Regions from separate parts of the Zea mays genome. Here regions 2 and 3 are each linked to region 1. A link is a contact called in public Hi-C data. All regions are on one chromosome and are shown on one strand. Each heading gives the region's core, a stretch centred on a gene start, on an enhancer-like site or on the middle of the called end of the contact. The rest is flanking DNA. Distances are from core to core; before and after follow the strand shown.

Region 1 (4,405 bases), core at 855-3,354:
ATTGACCGTTCCTTTCCGCCCTTCTAAGCAGGACCAGAAAGCTTTTCTAGGCTTGGGATTCTGTATTAATGGGCTGATGCATTGAATAATGTGATGAGAAGTGTTGCTGGGACGGGTGAGGATTCAGGTAACAATCCACCTCAAAAAACTCTGGGCCGGACCGTCCGGTTGGATACACGGACCGTTCGGCGGTATGTGCGGACTGTCCGGATATGTGCCCGGACCGTCCATGATTATATGCGGACCGTCTGTCGCTGTATGCAGACCGTCCGACTAGGTAGTTTAGATTCTGTGCAGTATGTTGTGGCTCGGGCGCATGTCTGGGTAATTCATTAAAAATGGGTCCGACCGTTGCTGGCCCGGACGGTCTGCGCTCACGTGCGGACGGTCCGACCATGTGCAGATCGACTGATTTACTGTCGATTTGTGGTTGCTCAGGGTATGTGTCCATCGACATCCCATAAAGGGCTTGTGACAGATCGTGACAACTTATAGCCGATGTATTACACGTGTTTCCCTCTAATTCAACCTCGTGCGGAGGAAAATTTGCAATAGTAGATTTATCAAATGCACGTACTAGCCTCCTATAATCATTTTGCATATCCCCTATGATATTTTGCATTTGTTCTCGCAGTTTATCTACATAATTCTTAAGAGATTGTAGCTCGTTTGTATTACTTACATTGGGGATGTTTGGTGTGGGTCGGAGCAAAGCCGGATCCGTCGCCCGTTGTCGAACGACTTTATTGTTCCTGTCCACCTTGAAGTTGGCCAGGAACTTTGCCTTTGCCTCTTGAATCAGTTGCTCCTTGTGCTCCTCGAACTGGAGCTGTTCGTCAGCCGGCAAGGTTTCCCAAGTCGGCTCTATAATGTTGCTGGGGGAGACTTCAGAACTATCTCTTGAACCGGCCATTGAGTGTCGATTTGATAGGTCTATATGTGTTATCCCCAGCGGAGTCGCCAAAAAGTGTGTTGGTGCCTTTTTCGGGCGCCAATCACTACACAAGAATCACGACAGTGCTCTATGCACAGGGGCGGACGGTTCGCGGCCAGGGGCCGGACGATCCTCGACCTGGCGCAGGGCTAGGGTTTCCTGCCTGGCGCCCGGACGGTCCGCGCGTGCGCAGGGAGCGGCGAAGGTCGCCGGTGACACCTGGATCTCGCTCCTGGGAGGGACCCCGTCGGGGAGGAGAGATCCTAGGTGATGTCTAGGCTCGGACAGACCGACCTAGACTCCTCTAATCGACGTAGAGTCGAAGAGAAACGAAGAATTTGGGGATTGAGAAGCTAAACTAGAACTACTCCTAATTGTACAGGAAATAAATGCGAGATAAAAGTGTTATTGATTCGATTGATACTTACAAATCGGACGTATTCCTCTGCTTTTATAGAGGAGGGGGCTGGACCCGTTACAAACAAACACCCGAGCTAATTCTGTGAATTTCGTCAACAAACACAGTAAGAAACTCGGAACCCTAATATGTTCTGCGCGGGCGGACCGTCCGGCCCCAGGACTGGACCGTCCGACCACCTATTTTGCGGCTCAACAATGTAGATACTGCACTTTAGCTTAGCTAAAAGACCAAAACAGTTCTGAGTTAAAAAAGAGATATGTCTTTTTTTATAGCTCGCTCACTATCTGGGTGTGCCACACTACCTGTAGTTTCGTGTTATACTGGGTTTGAGTGTTTACTTGTGGCACGCTATGCTGGTTGAAGAGAAAAACAGATTTACCCTAGGCTAATGTTTCAGAGGAGTATAGACATATAACGTGTCGTGGTCTACTGTAGATAAAAGAAAAGAAAATTTCTTTGTAGTGGGGATAAATTTCTTTGGATTACCGCGTACATTCATCAATAACTGAAGGGGTGGCAGTGAAAAGATGGCCGGAAAAGAAAGCTGCACGACGCAGGGATGCAGGCAGGGCAGTCCCAGCGCAGCGGACGGGGCAGTACAAAAAGCCCTCCCAAATCAATCAAAGCAGGCGCACGAGCCAAAGCGTAAAGGCAAAGCACCGTTAATTTCCCGCAAAAGGGAGGGGCCTATATACAAAAAGATCACCACTACTGTACTACGGCACCCCTTCCTCCCCCGCTCCCCCACCTCCGCTCCCGAAACCCTCGCCGCCGCCGCCGCCGCCGCCGACGCCGAAATCCTCGTCGCGGCGGCGATCACTGCTCCCCTCTATGATAGCGGCGCGTGAGGGCGGCGGAGCGCGGCCTGTCGCTCCCCGGTCCGCGTGCCCGGGGCGGCTCTGAGAGCCCAGAGCTCGTCTCGGTTCCCTGCCAAGCGCAGCCGAGCACCGCGCCGGCGCCGCGTGGCAGTTCAGGCCGTAGTCTGGGCGCTGTTCTGCTCTGGGTCTACTGGAGTGCGTTTGGGATTTTTTCGGTTCCTACTACATTCGGGGGCGCTGGTAAGTAATCCGAGCTTTCTTGGATGGACTTCCTTATTCAAAGATTGTGCTTTCTCGGTCAAGACCGATTCTTTCTTTCTTGGGCGCGCAAGAACGACATTGCTTCACACAATAAGGCTTCTGACTGGGTGCAGTTTGGTTTCCATGTGAACCCCCACATGTCCCACGCCAGGCCAGTCCCTGCTCCAAATCTTTTCTGTTTTCTATCTCGCTAGTGCCTTCCTGTTTGTTCTCTTGGCAAGCCTAGGAACTGATCGGTCAATGCAAAATTTCACAGAAAATAAGGCGTCTCTCTTTCATGGGGCAGCCAGGGATGGATTCTGTTCCAGGGAAGGAGAACAACGGCATTGCCCCTAACCTCAATGGGGTCGTGTCTCCAGCGAAGCAGCAGCTGGAGGGGAAGGAAGCGATGCGGTATGCAAACATCCTCCGGTCGCGCAATAAGTTTGCTGACGCGATCAACCTGTACACCATTGTTCTCGAGAAGGATGGCACCAATGTGGAGGCCCTTATCGGGAAAGGGATTTGCCTCCAGGCGCAGAACCTACCAAGACAGGCCATTGAGTGCTTTACAGAAGCTGTCAAAATCGAGCCAGGAAATGCGTCTGCTCTTACACATTGTGGGATGATTTACAAAGATGAGGGTCACTTGGTTGAAGCAGCTGAGGTACTTGCGGGTCTCATCATGTGCATTTCCTATTCTATCTGAGTATCTATTGTGTTACTGTTCTTTTGAATTGCAACAAGTGATAGAAAAGTATAAACCTTGTCTGCAACATGTTAGTGCTATGAATGGCAGACTTGATGGAACATTATATACACTTTATGTGATTTTAAAGGCAAATGTGCCAATTCTAGACTTAATTACTATAGTCCTCTAAATTTATGCCATTATCTTGTTTGTACCTTAACTCTGTTCTTTTCTTCCATGTCGGCCTAATTAAATGTATTAACATTATCATATTACAAAAAATATCAACCTGCTGCTCTTACAGTTCATGTTTGTTTCTTATATTTGCTTCCTAAATGTCTGATTAAAATTTATAAAAAAAAATGGGACAGGCATATCAAAAAGCTAGGATGGCTGATCCTTCCTACAAACCTGCTTCGGAATTTCTTGCTATTGTGTTGACTGATCTTGGAACTAGCTTGAAGCTTGCGGGTAATACAGAGGAGGGGATTCAAAAATATTGTGAAGCTCTGGAAGTAGACAACCACTATGCGGTACCATCATCACAGCAGCTTGTATCTGTCTTGCTAATACTATCTTTCTATGGACAACTCTATATTGTTGTGATGCCTTAATCGAATTCATGCAGCCGGCTTACTACAACCTTGGAGTTGTTTATTCGGAGATGATGCAATTTGATATGGCTCTTAGTTGTTACGAGAAAGCTGCACTGGAGAGACCATTGTATGCTGAGGCCTATTGCAACATGGGAGTTATCTATAAGAATCGGGGAGATCTAGATGCAGCAATTATCTGCTACGAGAGGTATGCTTTTGTCACACCAACTACTCTAGTTTTCTGAGTAATATGCACCAATAACATGTTGAAATTTTGTAATGTTCCTGCCATGATCTTACTGTATTACAGGTGCTTGACCATTTCTCCCAACTTTGAGATTGCTAAGAATAATATGGCAATAGCACTAACTGACTTGGGAACAAAGGTGCAGACTTTTTCCTTGCTATTTCAACTACATCATAATATTTATTTTTCTTGTGTGTGCTGTGTTCATCCTAGTGGTTGTCGTCATTTTATTTTCTTTGTTTTGTGCAATTCACAAGTTTGTACTGATCATACCAGATAGGCTTGAACTGTAACTCCACTAACAAACGTCTTTCTGTTCTTATGTCTTGACCTTATTTAAGCAAACATAACTATTAACAAGTGCTTATCCACTCATTTAATTTCAGCATGCTAATTTTGACAATAGAAACAGTCTTGAATTGATCACTCTTAATGGAAACATCACCTATGCAGCACAT
Region 2 (4,405 bases), core at 1,244-3,743, 200 kb after region 1:
TGGCACTCATGTCATAACACTATAACAGATTTTTTCAGTGGTCTACCATGCAATTGTTGAATCATTCAATGGTACACACAGAACTTTCCTCTACCCTCTTTCTTTGATATGGCCTATCTTTGCATGTCAATTGCATTTACATAGCTTAGAATGTTAATTCACATGTCATTTGGTCTTATTCTGAAACAAAATAGAGTTTATACACATAGACAATACAGATGATATGGAGCTCAGCAAACGTTGAGGCATTAAAAGTAGAAGCGCTCAAGGCTACTTACTCTATAGAGAGTTTAAGGACTAACAGCAGACATCGTAAAAATAAAAGGACAAAAGAGGACAGATCTAATGCTAGTGGCTCCCACATGAGTGGGGTCTAGGTAAAGAATAACCAAGGCAAGCCTTACCCCTGCATTTTTCAGAGAGGCTGCGTCGAACCCAGGACCTTTGGCTCAGTGAGAAGGCTTCTCACCACTGCGCCAGGAAAAGAGGACTAAAACCAAAATAAAAGCATGAAATATTGCAAGAATACAATTTATTGTGCTTACCATGTCTCCAAGGCCAAGCATCATGTAATCACCAGGATTGCTTCCTGGAACAATCCCACCCAACAAATTCCTAGGAAATACAAGCTTGACTGGAAGCTCCAGCTTCTTTGTAATCAATTGCAACCCAGGCAGGCTGAGCTTATTTGCTACTGTGTGAACAGGATTAGATGCCTTCTGGGTGGCAACAGAAACCATGACATTTGCTCCAAAGAACCTTTCTGAGAAGAACACCCAGAAAATATCATACACAAACAAGCAGGCAAGAAGCAGTGCACAGATCTTTATGTTGGGAAGCCTCACATGGCTGACAAACGCTATACATATGGAAATCCCCAGTAGGTTATTTAGCATCCAATGCCCTGAAACCAACCAAGCTAAGACTGTGGCTATGCAGAAGAGCATCAGCAAACCTTGCAACCGTGTAAATGACTTCGAACAACATCTGGACATGAATGGGTCCATTAGATTGAATCGTGCCTTAAGATAGGTGATGTGTGGAGACAGGCAAAAGAACAGTGCCAATGCTGAGGCCACAGCAGTAAAAGCTGTCACGAGATGTGAAACAGACGAGAACAAGTAGAACATCAGCAACAGACTGCACGAGCTTGCAAGGGGAATCATTAGAGCCTGCGAACGATCCAATGTAATGGAAGCCTCTGAAAAATCCAAGTTTCTCTCCATCTCCTTGCCATAGTCCAGAGCTCGTGATGCTGATGCATAGGCCACAGAAATGGCTGTGGCAATGAGGGCAACTGATGCCGGGTCGAGCAAGTAGGTCAGCTTCCACAAGGATTCCATCCTATGGAAAACTAATAGCAGTCCACTCTTATTCTATGTTTTGACTTACGCAGATATCTTCCACCTGCCATACCAAAACATCAAACAACAAGCATCAGGATAGCTAATATACATATGACGCACAATTAACCCTTCCGATTTCTTTATTGCTTCCTTCCTATTAATCATTGTGAAACCTACCTAAACAAAGCACTCTAGTATGAGGAGAAAGATTGGCTTTGCAGCAAGGATGAGAAATTTACTGAAAATTTAACTCTCTGGTAATAAAATTCAGCGTGGGGACATAGGGGTTCGGTATTTTTATTTGGCAAAAAATAAACAGCATCTGGTGCAATTTTTTAATGGTAATCATACAGCATGATACAACAGAAGCGTTCGAACCTGGTGGATGCGCCGCACCTTGGGTAGTCCAATGGAGGGCGGACAACCCAGACGGATCTTACGCAAGCTGAGGAACCTGTTGGACCTATGGATGGATTAGAATAATACTACAACAAATACGATACGAAATAGACATGACCGGCAAGGTAAAGAATTTGGGAAGAGAGAAAGGAATTTTCCCCAGAACAAAACAAACTACTGGAAGAAGGGAACCTATCCTACCTAGAAGGGAAGTTTTGAGTTCCTCACCGAAGAAGGAAGAAATAAATCTAATTTTCGTTGGATCTCCACGTCTTCCCACGTCACGGCACTGTGCAAAACCAGTAGAGGCGGCGCAGGGGAAAGGTTAGGCCTGGCAGAAAAGACTTATGTGGTTGAGTGGAAGTAGGCGTGCGAGATGGCCGTCGTGGTCAGACGAAGAGGATCGGTCTGCCTGGGGTTGACTAGAGGTGGGATCGGAGTCAGCGGCCGGCTGCGGCTTCCCTCTTACGGTCGTTTCCGCCTGGCTGGCCGGATGGGGTGTGGGCGGCTGGCCGGCCTTTCCGCCCCTGGGTTAGCCGCGGGGGCGGCCGAGCCAGGAGGCTGGCGGCGCGCCGGGGGGCCCTTGCGGATTGCGCTTGCGCCAGTGGATGTCGCGCCGCGTGGGCGGCTGCTAGGTTGCGCCTCGGCACTGTCGAGGGACGGTCGGACGGAGGGAGAAGAACGGGGTTGGGGGATGGCGGATGGCCGGATGGGGGCCGATGAAAATCGGACGCATACAGGGTATCATATCCTAATCTGTACTAACTATTAACACCTCAGTGTAGACTGGCCCCGCCAAACAACAACCCGCACGCGTCCGTGATACGCCCGCCGCGAACCCGCCGAAACCTGCCCGCCGCGAACCTCCTGCCGCTGCAATTCGCCCATCCGCCGCGAATCCGCTCCCACAACCCGCAACGCCCGCCATTTCCTCCGCCTTTCCTTCTGCCTCTCCCGCATGTGCTCCCTCCCCACGCCCCGTCTCGCACTCTCGCCACACCTCACCGCCGACGGAGGAGCAGCAGGGGGAGACCGGATTGGAGGGCCCGCAGGAGGCGGAGCCCATGATGCCTACGTCCGTGGGGAACCAGCTGCAGCGGCTGGTCGAGTGCCCGCCAACGCCGCGGAAGCCGATGTGTGCGCCTCCGCTGCCGTCGACGCCCGCCAACAAGCGCAGCAGAATTTCGTGGCGCAAGGGTTCTTCTCCGACGACTTGCGGCGTCCTTCGGCGCTTCCTCGGCGCTCGTTGATCGCTGATGAACGGCTGTCGATCGGCTTGGGTGGCGGTAGACTTCGGGTCCTTCACCTGTTCGACGAAAGGCGTGTCCGAATTTTCTTCCAGATCGAAACTGTGGTGCTCTGGTTTCGCAAGCGTATGATGGCTCAGTTGGATTTGTTTGAGTCCGATTTGGTGCCGGGCTGGCGGCGCAGTTCCTTGGGCGAGCCACGACATCGGCTCACGGCGAGGCACGCTACGACGGGAATGGCGACATCTTCGATGAGCAGCCCGTCTTTGACGAGGGGCCTGTGTTCGTTGAGGAGCCTCTCATCGATCTAGAGTCGAGCGGCTTCGAGAGCTGTGCGCCCTTCAACTGTTCTTTGTATTGCTTGAGTCATGTCGTCAATGTTATGGCATCGAAGGTTGCTACCCTGGACGAGGTGCCTCCTGCTGCTGTGATTTGGGGTGGAGACTCGCTGGATGGACATGGCTTGCAAGGTGTTTCGTTGGAGAAGTTAGTTGAGATGCCATTTCAAGATGAGCAGTCGAGGGTGAATCCAGTGGGGTCAATTGGAGCTGCAGATGAAGTGTTCGATGAATTGTCTGAAGATGTGATTTGTAATGAGAACATGCTACATGACTTCAATTCACATAATGATTTGCGGCAACAATTAGCTAATGATAAAGTGTTCCATGCAAGGTCTGGCAATGAGATCCGGGATGAGGAAACTGGACATGATGATTTGTTGGATCAGCTAGCATCAAATGGGACTGATGTCTCAGCCAGTGAGCAACATTGTTTTGCTGTATCTGATGACTCTTCTTAGGAATGCACTAGAGCTCAAGCTGAAATAATAGAAGAAGAAAAGCCACCAAAAGCATATGAGAATCATGTTCTTGATGACAGACAGCTTCAGCCTCCTGTTCTAGAAGCGTCTCCTGCTTGCAGTACATTTGAAATGCATAATGTCATGTGTTGGGGGTATGCTTCGTCGTCGAAGATCCTGAAAGAGGAGATACCTTCAACAGATCCTCTCAAAAGCAGTGCCGAAGCCACCATCCATGAAGCTTCGGCATAGTAACATGCCTCAAGACGAAGGATCGCACCGACTTAAAGATAAAATAGCCGATCAGTCCATGAGAGCCTGTGTCATAGTTGTAATCTTTTGTAAAGGACATGAATGTAATATCTCACAGGCTGCGCCATATGACTATAAATAGATGAACAGTACCCCCGTACTGTTCACGCTGATTTGTATTTGCTCGCACGTCACGCTTGGATCTTTGCTTTCTGTCGAGCCGAAGGTATAAATGTAATTCGATATTGTTCATGTTTGTTCATAATAATATAATTTGAGGATATTAATGATGCCATATGATTATTTATGTTATTTCTCATGTTTTATATGCTTCTTCCTTCATTAATATGTGTTGAAATGTC
Region 3 (4,405 bases), core at 896-3,395, 160 kb before region 1:
AAAAATAATTTCGAGATACAACAATGGTATGTCTTGGTTTAAAATAGGAGGAAACTATTATTTGTTCAAACCATACCTATAACCTACTGAGCACAGACAGCACTAGATGTTCCATTAGTTATCCAAACTGTACCTAGTTACACCACCAATGTTCATGAACTGCTCCTTAATTCCTAAGTACTTTCATGTAAGGGATAGTCAGATTTAGCACACAATAATCTATCCCACAGGTGTGTGTTAACAATCTCTCTTCCGGTGTTAACAATCAATTTCAGAAGGGTCTATTCTCTTATTCCTGGCTACACCTGCATTTGCGGGATTTGGACGGAGCATTTCTTATCTCTTTACGCTTCAGTCAAACAACAGTGGAGCTTCGATCGTGGTCGTGTGTGTTTTCAATGCAAAAGGCGTCTGCGGATATTTAGAAACCTGGGTGTGTGGTGTGCGATGTGCGATTGTAAGAGCTCTTACCCCTTCTTAATTCAATGATACACAGCTCTCTTGCGTGTTCAACAAAGAAATAATCTATTCCACATAAACTTTTAAAAAACATCAGTCTCTACTCTAGCAAACTGTAGGCATATGCAATGGCCATCCTACTAAAGAACTTCAAGAACATATTGTCTCTACCAACTGGTTGCTCAAATACAACAGGAATAAATTATGCTCAAAATAGTACTGCCTCCGTTCTTTTTTATATGCCATATGAGCTTTGTCATAAGTCAAACATTACTATCTTTGACCCATCATTTAAAAAATTCTTAGTTTCACAATGTATGAATTATATATTATGAAAGTATTTATAATAGTAAACGTAAAACATAAATCTTATAATATGAATCTACATTATTTTTTCAAAACCAATGGTCAAACATACAAGTACTTGACTTAGGACAAAGCAAATACACCATCTAATAAATGTCATCGCTAAATATGTCATTCAAATAGAACAATGAGATAATGAGCAATTGAACATACAGAACAGCAGAGTTATGAGCCTTGTTTGTGCAATACTCCTAGTTGACGTTTGCTTGTAAAATTGAAATGCATGCAACATGATACCTCTATTGGTGGCAAACATTAAACTGAGGGCATACCTTCTCAATGTTGTCCATCATGATCCCTTTGACATCCGATAGGTGGGCTTTCACCTTGGAGAGCTTGTTAATTTCCTCTGGATGATTAACACAATACTGCATATGGTCCTTCAACCTCGGGCTACACCAACAAAACACAAGCACCGATGACATACCTCTTTCATTGCAGATAATACAAGTATATATGATCTAAATCGAACAACAATTTCGTACCCGAATTCACGGTCAAGGTTGTAGGCAATGCTGAACCGGTCTTCGAACAGAAAGTCATCCTCATCAGCATCATCAGCGAGCGGGTGCTGCCCCTCCTCATCGATACTGGACCCATACCGCTGCATGAAGTCTTCCCTAACCCTCTCTAGGAAGACGAAGGGGACGCTCCTCCCGGCCGCCTCATCGGCGACCACTAGGAACACTACATCAAACAGCATGTGTACAATGGTGCCAAGTCAACTCACGGTTCAACGCCGCACAGCGGAGGGCGCAAGCGAAGGAGGGACTGAAGGGGGGTAAAAAAAAAACACGGTACCGAAGCCGCGGTTGACGAGGAAGTTGAAGGTGTGGCCGTCACAGGAGTAGGTGGATCTGGTGCTGTTGGGGGGAAGCTTCTGGAGGCACTGGACGGCAACGGTGCTGAAGTTGCCGGAGAAGGCCGTGTGCTCCGCCAGCACGACGGAGCCCTTGGCCACGAAGCTGTAAATCAGCGCCTGCTTGCTGCTGTTCATGGCGCCCGCCGCAGAAGCCGCTGACGGGAAACCCTAGGACGTAATCCACCGCAGCAGGAATCAGCGCGCGAATTCACCAAGGAGAGGAAATAAACCAAGAGCAGAGTACCGATTCAATCGGATCTCAGGTCGGGAGAGGTCAAACTCCGAGCGGGATGAGAGGAGTGGATGGTTCCGGAGGATGCGAACCTGCGAGAAGCCTTTGCTTTGCCTCCTTCCTTGGGTTCCCGCGGCGGGTAGTTGAAGAAGAATTCGATCGAACAAGTTCTTGTGGTGGGGGGTTGTGGGGTGGGAATTAATCCAACTACAATCGTGTCTTTGGAGTTTGGAAGGGAAAACGGGTGGGGATTAATTCCGAGCCTAGTCGTTGCCTTCGTTGTGAGTTAATCGTGAAGTTACATGTTTACCCTTACCCCGTTAGAAGTGGAGCATGGGTATTTTAAACCCAAGTAACTAACGTGTTTTACGTATATAGGCGGGTATGATATAATTTATATACTCGCGTGCCCCGGGATGTTAATAGATAATAACCTTCCCGTTGGATAAACATGTATGAGTACCAGTGGGTACTATCCATACCCACATATTTGTGGGTAAAATATACTCGTATTATACCACTATTATTATCTAATAGAATTTATCTTAGCTTCAGCTATTATTTATTTAACTATAAAGTTATGTAATCACTAGTCGGTTGCCCGTGCGTTGCGACGGCTTACAACAATACTCACATAAACTATCCACTAAAAAGATCTCAAGATTTTTTATTGATTGTTTCTACTCTCCACATAATTTTTTTATTTGACTAAGCGAGTCGACATCGTGTTAAAGGAAAGACTATGTAGACAGCCGATGTCGAGCCATCGAATGGGTACCATAGGCAGCAAATCAGGGGTCCATCCCTCGCCTCCCCCACTTTCAAGGTTTTGTAGACCAGGAAGGGAAGGGAAGATGCAGTCATACATGTTCGTTGCCGGAGAAGGACACGACGAAAACATGGATATCTAGAGGCGACATAGGTAGTATACCGCTAGATACATATAGGGAGAGAGTACGCAAGCGGAGAAAGAAGCCCAGCCAGAGCAGCTCCAAACCGAGAGACACCCGCGCCAGGTGTCAGTCCGAAAAGGGCGAGAGAATGCGAGTGCCTTCTGTAGCATATGTCGACTGTTGTAGGCTTTGGTTGTCCAATATCTCAGATCTGGACTCGTCATCGCCAAGATAACCTAAGTGTGGCATGCACCATCGTGTCTTCGGTGACACGCACGAAGAAAAGCCAGGAGCAAGACCGACTCGTCCGTACCCGCGTCGACGAGCATCGGTCGGCTCGCGACTGCGACCGTGGGCGGGGGCAGCAGGTTGGGGACGAAGAACAGGGTGAAAGCCAGAAGACGAACGAGACATCCGACGACAGCGAATACGATGGTGCGTGCATGCTGTGAAACACCCTCGTGGACGTGCAATAGCCATTGCGCAGGTCGGTGTCAGGGTTGGTGTCGGACGAATACGGGGAGGAGGCGCCTGCTCCCATGCCCTCTGCCGAGAAAGCGTGGCGCGGAGGCAGAGGCATGAGTGGAGAGAGAAAAAGAAACAGGATGACGAACGAGGTGGCGGCAACTAAGGCGAGGACCATCATTATCGTGCGGATATATAGATGGCCAAATGGATCGTGTCTGGCGGGCTGGTCCGGGGCACAACCCATTTAATAGTGCCTGGGCCAGCCTGACACGATCGTCATGTCGTGTTTGGGCCGTATCCTCGGCCCGTAGTGCTGATCCGGCCCAACACGATTACATATTTTTTTTATTTTACAAAACTCGTATATACATATGTATAATTTATATTCAATATTTAAAACAATTGACCATGATGTTCTACTGGTTAGACGACTTCACTGGCCGGATGTGGAGGTTGTGTGCATGGAGGGATGCAGAGTTAATTTGAGATAGATGTGAGGGGGTATTTGTAAAAATATGACGTTGGACGACCGTTGGAACTGGTGATTTAAATATAGTAGAGATATTAAATCATATATCTCATTTCAGATGTCATCATTTCAAAATTGAAAATGGACAACAATTCAAAGATGTGGGGTCCATATGTTAGACTCTACGGCATTATTTGTTATGATAATATCAAAAATAGCATAATATATTTGAATCTTTTTTATTTCTTGTTTAATTTATTTTAATGAATATTTGGTAAAATGTATTCATCAACAGAGAAGAACAACTTGAATACAATCCATTTTAATTAAGATGTTGCGCTAAAAATGGTTAATTGAGAAATTAGAATGGCTAATGCCATGGAGACACATAAATAGAATCAATATTTAGAAACCACAATAGACGAAACCTTATATTGTTCCGACACCGATTCCTTCATTCAGGCCTCTGTTGGCACTAATTCAAGTGAGAAGGGGACAAATGGAACCCTTTGGTGTATCCAAAAGCACTGTCAGTCTTATCGTCCCTTCTCTCTGCCTAGAAAGGTGCCCTTTTGACTTGTCTCAGAAAATGTCCCGCTTGCCCGGTAAAACACCGCAGCAGCCACTGTAAGGGATGGTTTTGTTTGATGGAGTCT

Evidence for each region. A called contact is a pair of places that touch in the nucleus more often than the background predicts.
Region 2: a contact with region 1 is called in a Hi-C map of ear, with 2.1 times the contacts expected there. The contact joins the promoter of LOC100284858 here to the promoter of LOC100191509 in region 1. A contact is called at or near these places in 4 of 25 Hi-C or Micro-C datasets (ear, endosperm, leaf and 1 more).
Region 3: a Hi-C map of leaf shows a contact between it and region 1, with 5 times the contacts expected there. The contact joins the promoter of LOC100216858 here to the promoter of LOC100191509 in region 1. A contact is called at or near these places in 2 of 25 Hi-C or Micro-C datasets (ear and leaf).

Annotation. Positions count from the first base shown.
Region 1 is chr1:209,296,103-209,300,507 of Zm-B73-REFERENCE-NAM-5.0, reverse strand. It overlaps LOC100191509, which reads left to right and starts at 2,104. Exons shown (of 18, transcript NM_001365493.1): 1 at 2,104-2,413; 2 at 2,691-3,080; 3 at 3,476-3,637; 4 at 3,733-3,908; 5 at 4,011-4,086. The coding sequence starts at 2,712.
Region 2 is chr1:209,092,433-209,096,837 of Zm-B73-REFERENCE-NAM-5.0, reverse strand. LOC100284858 (signal peptide peptidase-like 3) reads right to left here and starts at 2,493. Exons shown (of 5, transcript NM_001413147.1): 1 at 1,974-2,493; 2 at 1,725-1,809; 3 at 546-1,407. The coding sequence starts at 1,343.
Region 3 is chr1:209,452,188-209,456,592 of Zm-B73-REFERENCE-NAM-5.0, reverse strand. LOC100216858 (putative vesicle-associated membrane protein family protein) reads right to left here and starts at 2,145. Exons shown (of 5, transcript NM_001143249.1): 1 at 1,627-2,145; 2 at 1,311-1,512; 3 at 1,098-1,218. The coding sequence starts at 1,822.